Linked DNA regions of Sus scrofa: region 2 is linked to region 1. Evidence: chromatin contacts called from public Hi-C data. All regions are on one chromosome and are shown on one strand. Each heading gives the region's core, a stretch centred on a gene start, on an enhancer-like site or on the middle of the called end of the contact. The rest is flanking DNA. Distances are from core to core; before and after follow the strand shown.

What was found. Hi-C and Micro-C count contacts between places; a contact is called where the count stands out from the background.
Region 2: a Hi-C map of liver shows a contact between it and region 1, with 1.6 times the contacts expected there. The contact joins the enhancer-like site here to the promoter of LECT2 in region 1. A contact is called at or near these places in 4 of 47 Hi-C or Micro-C datasets (embryonic fibroblasts, fetal liver and liver) and 1 of 2 datasets of contacts at active chromatin or transcription factors (skeletal muscle).

The regions. Positions count from the first base shown.
Region 1 is chr2:138,117,423-138,122,905 of Sscrofa11.1, forward strand. LECT2 (leukocyte cell-derived chemotaxin-2) reads right to left here and starts at 2,863. Exons shown (of 5, transcript XM_021084783.1): 1 at 2,578-2,863; 2 at 701-797. The coding sequence starts at 2,638.
Region 2 is chr2:138,177,070-138,182,008 of Sscrofa11.1, forward strand. No RefSeq gene overlaps it. Among named protein-coding and RNA genes, the nearest start is that of TGFBI, 12 kb to the right of the region's middle. Within about 2 kb of position 3,267, at least 22 of the 83 cell types and tissues checked have an H3K27ac peak or open chromatin away from gene starts, as enhancers often do. A contact at or near this core is called in embryonic fibroblasts, fetal liver and liver, where this site is marked.

The DNA.
Region 1 (5,483 bases), core at 1,613-4,112:
GCCCTGTGGCAGGTGTTGGAGGTTGCTTTGGAAGTGGTATCTGTGTGATGAGAGTTCTCCTCGGATCAGAATGGAGATCAGTGGTGGAATTGGACACATGGCTGTTTCACCAGAGAGTGGCACTTCCAAGGTGCCGCTGTGCATGGGTGAAAAAATTCTCAAGTGTGTCCCTCATAGTCTGGCAGAAATCACCTGCTTAGGGCCAGCCTCTGGTGCTCAGGTCCCAGAGCCTGGCTTGGTAACACCATGGTTTGATGGGAAGAGAATCCAAAAGCCTGAATCCTAGTCTAGCCCTCACCATGTCCAACTGTGTTTGGCAGATCCCTTAGAGCCCCTTGGTGCCCCAGTTGAAGTTCCTCACCTATAAAACGGCATACTATAAAATTACCGGAATGTTGGTTTTCACCTTGGAAAAACCAGGTGAGATGCGTGACCCTGTGTAAAGGTTGAGAGGGAGAACACTGGTTGCTCCCCTCTCTCTGGTCCTGTTCAAGCTCTGTGCTCAGTTCAGAGCCCGTGGTTGAAGGACCGTTCTTGGAGGTTGCTCCAGACAGTTGCGTAACTAACTGGACTCGTCTCTGAGTTTTCCTGCTATCAGGAGGGAGATTACTGTGAGCATTTGCAGAAACATAAGGCAAAGACACTAAGCAAAGAGGTTAAGAGCCAAAAGAGTTCATGGTTCTTGGTGACACCCCGTTACCTCTGAGCAGTGTACTGGCCACAGCCATGGCTGTCACACGTCCTGATCTCATTGGAAGACTTGCCGGCACATATAATGGCCCACGGTCCAGCCAGTGCTAAAGAGAAGAAACATGAGAAGTAGATTTCCGGAGCACATAATTGCAATCTCATTATGTCTCTTGGTGAATCGACAAGTTCTGTTTGCACTATACTTTCCCCCTAATTTTCTGTGGTTTCCGAAGTAGTCTTCCTTGAACTCTGAGTCACATATAAAACTGGCTTTTCTCCTGGCCACAGAAATCTCTTTTATGGCATATAGAGTATTGGTAAGTATGTTTATTGATAAGCATTAACCTCTATTATTATAGTTTGTTTCAGATTATCCCCTAATAAATGATGTAGATGGTGTGTCTCAGACTTTCTGTGCTCATGGCTTGGCACGGGATCGCTGTGCTTAGGTTAAACAAAATCAGCAAGCAGCATGGCTCAAAGAAGTAATTCTAGAAATGAGAAGTAATTCTGGAAATTCTGAAGAACTTTGAAACGTCCTTTGTTGTTAGTCTTGATAATCAAATCTAAGAAAATGTTTGAATTAAGGGAGATGCAAACTCTGAACCAGCAAAGTTTATTTAACACTCAATAAACCTCTTTCATATTTGCAATTGTGGAAGAGGAAAGTCTTAGAAATAAGAGCATGTCAAACTAATTTAGCCTAGCGTGGAGTGAGAAGGTAGGGGAGGGGATAAAATAATTATAAGAAAAATAATGATGCAGTGAAGCACGGAGGAGAGGATGGCTCTCTTAGTGCGTTTTGTTCAAACTTTGTTTCCGAGAAGTACAACTTCTCTTTAATATAGTAAGCATTTGATAAATATTCAATTGAATTAAATTTTCCATACTTCCAATTGTTAACATTTACAGAGAGATGCATCAACAGACTCATCCTTTGACTTCAAAACAAACAAAAACAGAAGCAAAAGCAGGCATCTGCTAATTTGGTGGTTAAGTTTATTTTAAAGATTCTTTGCCCTTCATGAATATGTGTACTATGAAGAGAAGCTGCAGAATGTGGTCATTAAGCATATTCTTTAAGATACCTCCAAAAGATGGGTTTCAAAAATCTTATACCTTGGAGTTCCCGCTGTGGCTCAGTGGTAATGAACCCGACTAGTATCCATCAGGACTCGGGTTTGATCCCTGGCCTTGCTCAGTGGGTTATGGATCTGGCATTGCTGTGAGCTCTTGTGTAGGTCACAGATGAGGCTTGGATTCCACGTGGCCGTGGCTGTGGCTGTGGCATGGGTCAGTAGCTGAAGCTCCAATCTGACCCCTGGCCTGGGAACTTCCATATGCTGCAGGTGAGGCCCTAAAAAGAAAAGAAAAGAAAAACTTATACCTCGGTGCCAAGCTTCAAATAATTTTGGCAACTAATATTTACCCTTAGGAATTAAGGCATGTATTAGACCGTTTATTAATGTATTTATTTTCTCTCCTGCTGTGACAGTTAAGGGAGGGTTCCGCTGGTCCCAATCCACACCAGTCTCCGTGTCAGAAAATTTCTAAATCAGATTCTTACACAACTTTTTTATATTTAACTTTTGTTCCATTGAAGTCCTGGACTCAGACTGAAAGGTTTTTCTTAAAGTCCTCCTCTTCCATGGTTATGTCTCCTTTAGTAAAGAAGCAGAGCTTCCCGCCGGAAATGATGGAGAATCACCCCCTCCCCTGTGTGTTCTTCCTAGTCCATTTCAACAAGCAAATATACAAGTTTCTGTTGTGATTTTGATTACTGATGCTTGAAAATCCATCCTTAAAATCAGTTTTAAAATTAGTCAAAATCCCCCCCCCCCAAAAAAAAAAATTAGCCAGGATTCTAAAATTGTAATTTTGACTTACCAGGCGAAATCAAAACAGCCAAAAGGACTCCAGTGAAAAACATGGGGCTTTGGCCTCCCATTGGATACGTGTTCCTCGGGTAGTCAGGACTGCCCCTGCCCTCTCCTTGAAGAATATCCAAGTTCAGACGGGTGTTTTCGAGCTAATTAGCCTTAGAATTCTGAATCTCTCATTTCTTTAATTTGGTGTGAGACATGCAAAAAATAAGAGAATGGAGGCAGTCAGATTCTAACAGGCCATGGGTAGCTGTTTGGTTCACAGGTAGGACCTGTGTAAAGGCTTTTGTTGGGAAAAGGTTAACTTTATCAATGATGCTAACTAAATATTAACAGAAAGTGATAAGGCTCGGCCAAGAGTGACTGTCTCTGGGCTGTGGCCGGTGGGAGAATATTGACATGAAAAATGGAATATTTGGGACTGTCTGCGAGTAGATCTTTCATTTCCGGGGTAGGACATATTTCAGAAAAGACCATTAATAATCTGTGACCCCCTCTAATGTATTTGTTAGTATATCACTTGGGTGTTTTGTTTTTTGATTATCAGTTATTTTTTATCTGGGTAATGTTTGCAAATAATTTTACTATTTTGATAAAATTATATTTCTTTCCTTTAAATATGCGATTTTAAAAACTCGCTTGTTTGTAATAATTTAAAATAACATCCCGAGTGCCCTTAGTATAGGAAAAGAGGAATTACGATATAGTCATACAATGGAGTATAATCATAACAGAATATATTTTATCAGTTAAAGTGGAGGCATTCTGTGTGTCTTAACAGCTAGATCGACTGTTTAACACTGTTGAATAAAAAAGGTACTTTTCACATGATGTGCACGGTGTTAAACCACTTATTAATACTTGAAAACAAAAATCTTTGCCAATAGCTGCATATGGAGTAAAAATACAATATGCACAGACTGATTTTAGGATAATAGCCATCTCTGCGGAGGGAGAGAAGTAGAATTGGGAAAGCATATGCAACGTGCTTAAACCCTAAAATACTTTATTTATAAAACAGAAAAAGATCAGAGGCAAATAATTTAAAAATGAATTTACTAATTATTAAATGTAGATACGTAAAAGTTTGTTATGTTATTCTTTAGACTTTTGTGCATATTCCAACATATGTTAGAATCTCCTCCTGTTATGGTAAATATTAGTTCATCCCTGCTTTAGTCACTTGTCAGTAGGAGACAGTTGGTGACCCTGGTTTGTCACCCTCCCTGCAGTGTCCCATTGCGGGCAGAGGGGTTTTCATGACTTGGGGTTCATCAGCATGACTTGCTCTGACCAATAAAATGAGCCAGAAGTGACAGTGCGTCAGTAGAGCATGAGCCATACAGGGTCTGTGACTTTCCATTCGCCGTCATTGTAAGGAGAGCGTTCCTGGACCAACCTGCTGGCACCAGGAAGAGAATGTGGGTGGCATGGAGCAGAGTCGCCCTAGCCAAGTCACCCCCCGCCTGAGGCCAGCCTAGCATGCCTCGTACGTGTATGAGCAAGAATAACTGGTTGTCATTTGAAGCCACTGAGTTCTGGGGTGGTAGGTTACAGAGCAGTAACTAAACAACACCAGTTAGGGTGTATTCCACTTTTTACTTCACACACGGTCTCTCCAGGAGGCATCTAATGTGTAAAGTGTGGAAGGCCTATGCATTGAATATATCCAAAAAATTGAGTCAGCCCACGAGAAGAAAAAAATGAGTGCAGCAAATCTGAATTGTTTTTGTTTTTGTTTTGTTTTGTTTTTTGTCTTTTGCCATTTCTTGGGCCACTCCTGTGACACATGGAGGTTCCCAGGCTAGGGGTCTAATTGGAGCTGTAGCCACCGGTCTTCGCCAGAGCCACAGCCATGCAGGATCCAAACCGCGTCTGCGACCTACACCACAGCCCACGGAAACACTGGATCCTTAACCCACTGAGCAAGGCCAGGGATCAAACCCGAAACCTCATGGTTCCTAGTCGGATTCGCTAACCACTGAGCCACGATGGGAACTCCCCCGAATTGTTTTTTGTCTCTGGTTTGGGTTCTGTTTGGTTTAAACATGTATACATTTTCATCCATCAAAATGCAAAATCCAACACATATTCCTATAAAACACATAAAAGCTTAGATTGGTGGGACTGCGTATGACAACAATGCCACCAACCATAAGGTGATACTATCCAATTCAAAGAGGCTTTTTCCTTCATGGGGTCTCTAAGAATGAAAGCTGGGAGAATTAGCCTGCAGAATTGGGCTGGCGTTTTTAGCTGTAATGCCAGGCACTGTGCAGGGCAGCTTATGTGTCGGGCACTCTGCTCAGTTATTCTATTATTCTCACCAGAGCAGACACAGAGGAGGGCTGTGTCTCCAGGAAGGGGGCTACCTCAATAGCCTCCGTCCAGCACAGTCATTGGTGGGGAGCAGCCAGTACAAGGCGTGGTCTCAGTTGCAGGTGAGGTGATGGACTTCAAGGCACAGAAGCTGGAGACCTTGGTCAGTTATCCTCCGTAGACGGGGCCCCGGGAACAGTGTTTTCATGGCCATCACTACACGTTGCAGCAATTTTCAGAAGTGAAAAAATAGAGGTTATGTTGTTATTTTTAATACACCTTTGATGCGTTACTACCAGCCCTGTTTTGCAGATAATGTTCCTGAAAATAGAAAGTTTGGGATGTGGAAATCGCAAAGAAATGAGAATTGCCTCCCAGTTTGCTGACACCAAAATCCATATTTTACCCTCTGCAGCATATTGCTTGTTCAGAAGAGCAACTGTTCCTTCCTCAGAATCGTCACATTCCAGCTGAATATCCTAAGCGCCCCAGTTCACGGATTGCATACTGGGGGCCTCAAGAGCTGAAGTTCGATGAAGATATTAACAGTGGTAATAATGGCAGCCCACGCTTCCCGAGCGCATGCTGTTT
Region 2 (4,939 bases), core at 2,017-4,516, 60 kb after region 1:
ATCCTTAACCCACTGAGCAAGGCCGGGGATCGAACCTCTGTCCTCACGGATGCCAGTGAAGTTCATTAACCACTGAGCCATGACAGGAACTCCAGGAGCCCTGGTTTAACTGGTCTGAGCTATGGCCCCAGGTGGCAGGATTTGTGAAAAGCTCCCCCGATCAGTGATTCTAAGATGCTGCTCAGGTTAAGCACCTCTGGTTTGTGGCAGATTCTGATTCAGTGGGAGTGGGGCTGATCAGAATCTGAGTAGCAAGGGTGTGTGGGATTTGGCCATGCCACACCAGCAGAGCGCCTTCTGGGAGGAAAAGATGAGAAAACCTTGGGCGTCTTTCACCTGGTTTGCTCTGGGATGCTGGACCCCTGCTGAGGGAGGGCAGCAGCCTTGTTCACTAGGGCTCGCTGACCTTCGGGGCAAATGGGGACTTTAAACCCAAACGCACATACCCTCGAGGCCCCGGGAAGCCCTTTGGGGGATGTGTGGGCATGCAGAGCTTTAAGCAGAATCCTCTTTTTCACAGCAGAGCTGCCTGAGCGCCCTCATCCTCAACACTGTCCCACCGTGCCTCCTCCCCTCCCCCGTGGAAGCGTGTGTGCAAAATACAGTATTTCTGCCTCCCTGGCAGTTATTTAGACGTATGATAAAAGCTTGAAATATCAACTTTTAGATTTGGCTCGGTGACTGCAGTCTTGGCCCAATCCCACCCTTTCTAAGGTTCAGTGCTGCATGCAGCAGGGCTGTTGAAAGATCAAATGAGGGAGCCCAAGTGGCCTGGCCTGCAGCCAGCTCTGGGCGAATGGCGGATACTGTTCACGTGGTTGGCATCTGGAAAACTGTCTCGGCATGTGGTTAGAGCTCCCTGAACATGAACGCCCTCCCCCCTAATGAATGGTTCCCAGATTTTACTCCCAGGGAAGCTCAGACATCTTGTTGGGGGTGGGAACACCATGCAGCCAGCTTCTGTCCTTCCCCAAGAAATGAAGCCTCCTGACAGCGTTTCCCTTCTCCGATCATGGCGCTGGCTCACTCTAGATGCGCCATCAGTATGTCAATTTATCAGTGAACAAATGCTGGGAAAAGGGTCGTGAAGGAAGCAGGCACTCTCCCCTGCTCCCTCCAGACCCAGAGTCTAGATGTCACCAGACAGTTACAACACTGACGGATGCCACAGTTGGGGAAAAACATAGGGGCCTGAGCAAACCCAGAGAAAGGGCATCAAGTCAGGGAGGGCTTCCCGGAGGCAGTGTTGTCTAAACTAAAATCAAACCAGCGAGTGAAAGCCAGGCAGCAGGCTCATCTATGACCTGTGTGTTCATAGGCCTGGAGTAGGAAAGGACCCGCCGGTCTCGGGGGACAAGGAGAGCCTTAGTAGACATGGCTGTGGAGGTGAAGGCTTCCTGGTCTTAAATTTGATTTCATCCCTTCGTTGGCCCTCCTAGATGATGGTAGGCTTGCAAAACAAGGAATCTTCTACCTCTTTTATGTTTATCTCCGTATTTGCTCCACTGCTCCACTGTGCAGCACCCACTACTGACACTCGAGTAAATGCCCACTGAGCATGGAACTTACTAGAAAAGGAGGCCGCCTAGAACTTCTCTGAAGCCCCTGTCACACCTTCCTTGGTCTGGGCCGTGCTGCATGCCACACAGTCGAGTCAGGAGAAGGACTAGCAGAACCCTATCTGCTGGCCCCTGTGGCAGAGGCCATGCTCGGAGGCCCCAGGAAGCCATGCTCTGAGGAGCTTTCCATCTTTAAGGGGTGTGCACCCCCAGTGGCCCTGGGGCTGAAGCCAGGGGCCTGTGCGAGGGCTGAAATGTGTGCCTTGTGTCTGCCTGCCTCTCATACAAAGTATAAACCATCCCTAAAGAAAACCTAGCAGACAGACAGACCAGCTGCAGAGGCTGGAGGAGGGCAGGCCTGCCGGGACCCAGGGCACTTCATGGCACAGAGACCAGGGAAGGGCCGAGAGTCAGCGACAGCGACAGGAGAGCTGGGTGGTCCCTTTGCACTCTGCTCCCATCGCCAGCGGACAGACTCAGCCTGTCTTGTTCCCCCACGGTGGCTCTGGCCAGCCACGCGTCTGCCTCTTCTCCCCACCGCCCCCCACCCCGGGCCTGTCTGTTCAGGTCTGCAGAATTTACTTCTGCCTGTGACTCAGGGGAGCAAGCTCTGGTCACTGACAGTCCAAACCAACGGAGATCAGATCCGTCTCTGGAGGCACGAAAACAGGGATTTGCTGGGATCTTTCCGAGTCTCGGGATTTTCCTGGAAATCCCCAAGTAAGTGCTGCTTGTGGTCTGCAAAGCCAGGAAATTGCTTCTTACGGTTGGCTCCAGGGTGGTCAGGGACCACACAGGCCCGCTTGCGCCCTGTCCACTGAAGAAGGCCGCGTGTGTGTCCAACCAGTTTGTCTGTTTGCAGTTGTGAAAATTCAGAAGTGATTTTCCCTGGTCGGGATGAGCAGGTGGCCCGGCAAGTAACCATCAGCAGAAGGAGGAGACTCTCCCAAAAGGTGGAAGAAGACTGATGCCGAATGCCAGACCCCTGGCTCTGGCGGCCTGGCCCCATCGGCCTCTTGGAGCCTGACGGGTGCCTTGACCACGGTCTGAGGTCCAAGGTGAAGTGCCTGGGCATGGAGACGGGCCACTTGGACTGTGCCAGGACCTGTCATTTTCCAAGAGCACCTTATTCCGCTACTGAAAGCAGGCCCACCTGTCCTTCATGGGTCCTTTAATGTGCGTGCGTAATAGGATGGCCCAGGCGCTCCTGGCTTTGTTTCATGGATGTGTGCCCCCCTCCCCAGACTGTGAGCCCCCTGAAGTCAGGACAGGCCGCCTTCTTGCCTTTGCTCCGTGGCTGTAGAGGAAGCATTTCTTCAGTGCTAAGGGCAGGGTCCTGGGGTAACGACTTTGTGGGTACCGATTCCCTAGCGATGGGATGTTTGCTCCAAAGCCAGCCCCCATCTTTCCGCATCGTCCAGGACCACTGTCCTAAGGATGCCCTGCACTGAGGTTCTTAGGTTTGACTCTCATCAACCCCACGGCCTGTGCCTGCTAAACACGCCACACGGGCCATGCTTCCAGCAAAGCATGTCCTCTGAGATGAAAACACACCCACAGGCCCCTTTGCCGGGACCAGTAGCGGCCTGCTGTTAGCCGGGGAGGAAGGACTTGCATTCGTTGCTGTCACCAAGCTGACACTGTGCCAACCTCCGCATCTGGAAACGGTTATGAAGAAAGAAGAGGCCCGAAAGCCCAGGCCTCATGACCCTGCAGCCTTCCTTTCTGCTGCTCTGTTTATTAATTTACTGGTGTGGAGTGATCTGCTCAGGTCCCCAGTGTAAATTATAGGAACCAAAGTTAAAAAGAGGCCACGGCTGTCACAATAACTCTCTGAAAACAGGCCAAGGTCTTTTTATGGGGTCTTGGATGAACTTTGTGTCTTAAATAAACATGTTTTTTGAAGTTGCGTATTGGGTTGGACTTTAGTCGCCACGCCAAGCCTTTATAAGCTCTGCTCGAGCCCCGTGTCCCTCCCCAGCTCGGCAAAAGTCTGCCACATCTGCTGCAAGGGCTCCGCAGGATGTGCATGCGTGCATTTGGACACGTGCAGTCTGCTGTTTGCACATCACGCCGACACACCGAGGTGCACACTTCTCACCGCACCCCCTGTGCTTCCTTTAAACTGTAAGCATCTAGAGAGCTTGGGAGGAGCCTGAGAGTGTTTGTTTGTCACCAGCACCACGTGCAGCTAGCTGCTGATGGTGCCATGCAGACGAAACACAGCCGGGCAAGGCCGAGGGGCCCACCCGGGAGCTTGCTGGTTTTGGAATACGGAACGTGTTCACCTAGCTCGTTTGGGTCTGTTTTTGAGGAGGACCAAAAAGGAAGCATTAGGATATTTCGTAGATTTCCCAACGGTGGAGAACCCAAAAACCCAGCACAATCTTCAGTGGAATAATCAAGACGGCCTTTTCCTTGGCCCCTAAGCACGGACGCTCAGGAAAGCCGTCCCTTCAGGCTCTTGTGCTTTGAGAACCGTAAAGCCCTAACGAGAAGCAGAAACCCGGGCCCGCAAATATGTCTCTGGAATGAACCCTGTCTCTGGCTTCTGGCGTGATGTGTTGCAGTCTACCTTGCTGACTTGGCTTCCGTCTGTCCTCGACGACGATGATGAATCACCTCTTCTGGGAAACTGGGAAGAAACCCCACTCCCTGCGGCCCCCTCCCCCCCTCCGCTGCCCTCCCCATCCCCCACCGAGCTGTGTGGTCGGCAACTTCCCTTTGAAGGTCCTTTCCTAGCAAGCCGTGTATCAGGCACTTACTTCATTGTATGTGAGCCCGGCTCCCCAGATCCGACAGAGCGGCTCGTGTTTGGAGAAGGACTGACTCATCCGTGCTGGGCTTGCAGTATTGAGTTCAGGGAGTGTTTGTAGAATCCGTCCAGAACCACTCTGCAGAGCCAGCTGGTTGTCCATACATTACCAACAGGAGTGGTGTTTTTTGTTTTTTTTTTTAAATGATATAGACCAGTGGGACTAACTCAGACTCTAGTTCCACTGTGGCTTCCGAAATGTGCTAATTCAGGTAGGCAGATCTTTTCTATGGCCCCCGGGGGCCATTTTAATTCTTTCGTTGTCCTGAGATTTTCTTGTATTAAATGTTAATTAAAGGGACTGTGCCATTTGTTGGAAGACGTCTCAGGCACAGAGAGTTAATATTTGATCGGTAATTTAAAGAGGAATAAAGGAAAACTTTTTTTTTTTTAAACGTGCCTTGCTCCAGTGTTGTCACCTGTGGGTTTGTGCCAATTACCAAAGAGAATCAACTTTCACTTCTTGTTTTGCATACTTTGATGGTGCTTTAAGAGAAACAGTGACCGCTCGGCGGCGTAGCCCATCCTCCGTGTGAAATACATTAGGAAAGAAAATGGTCTGTCT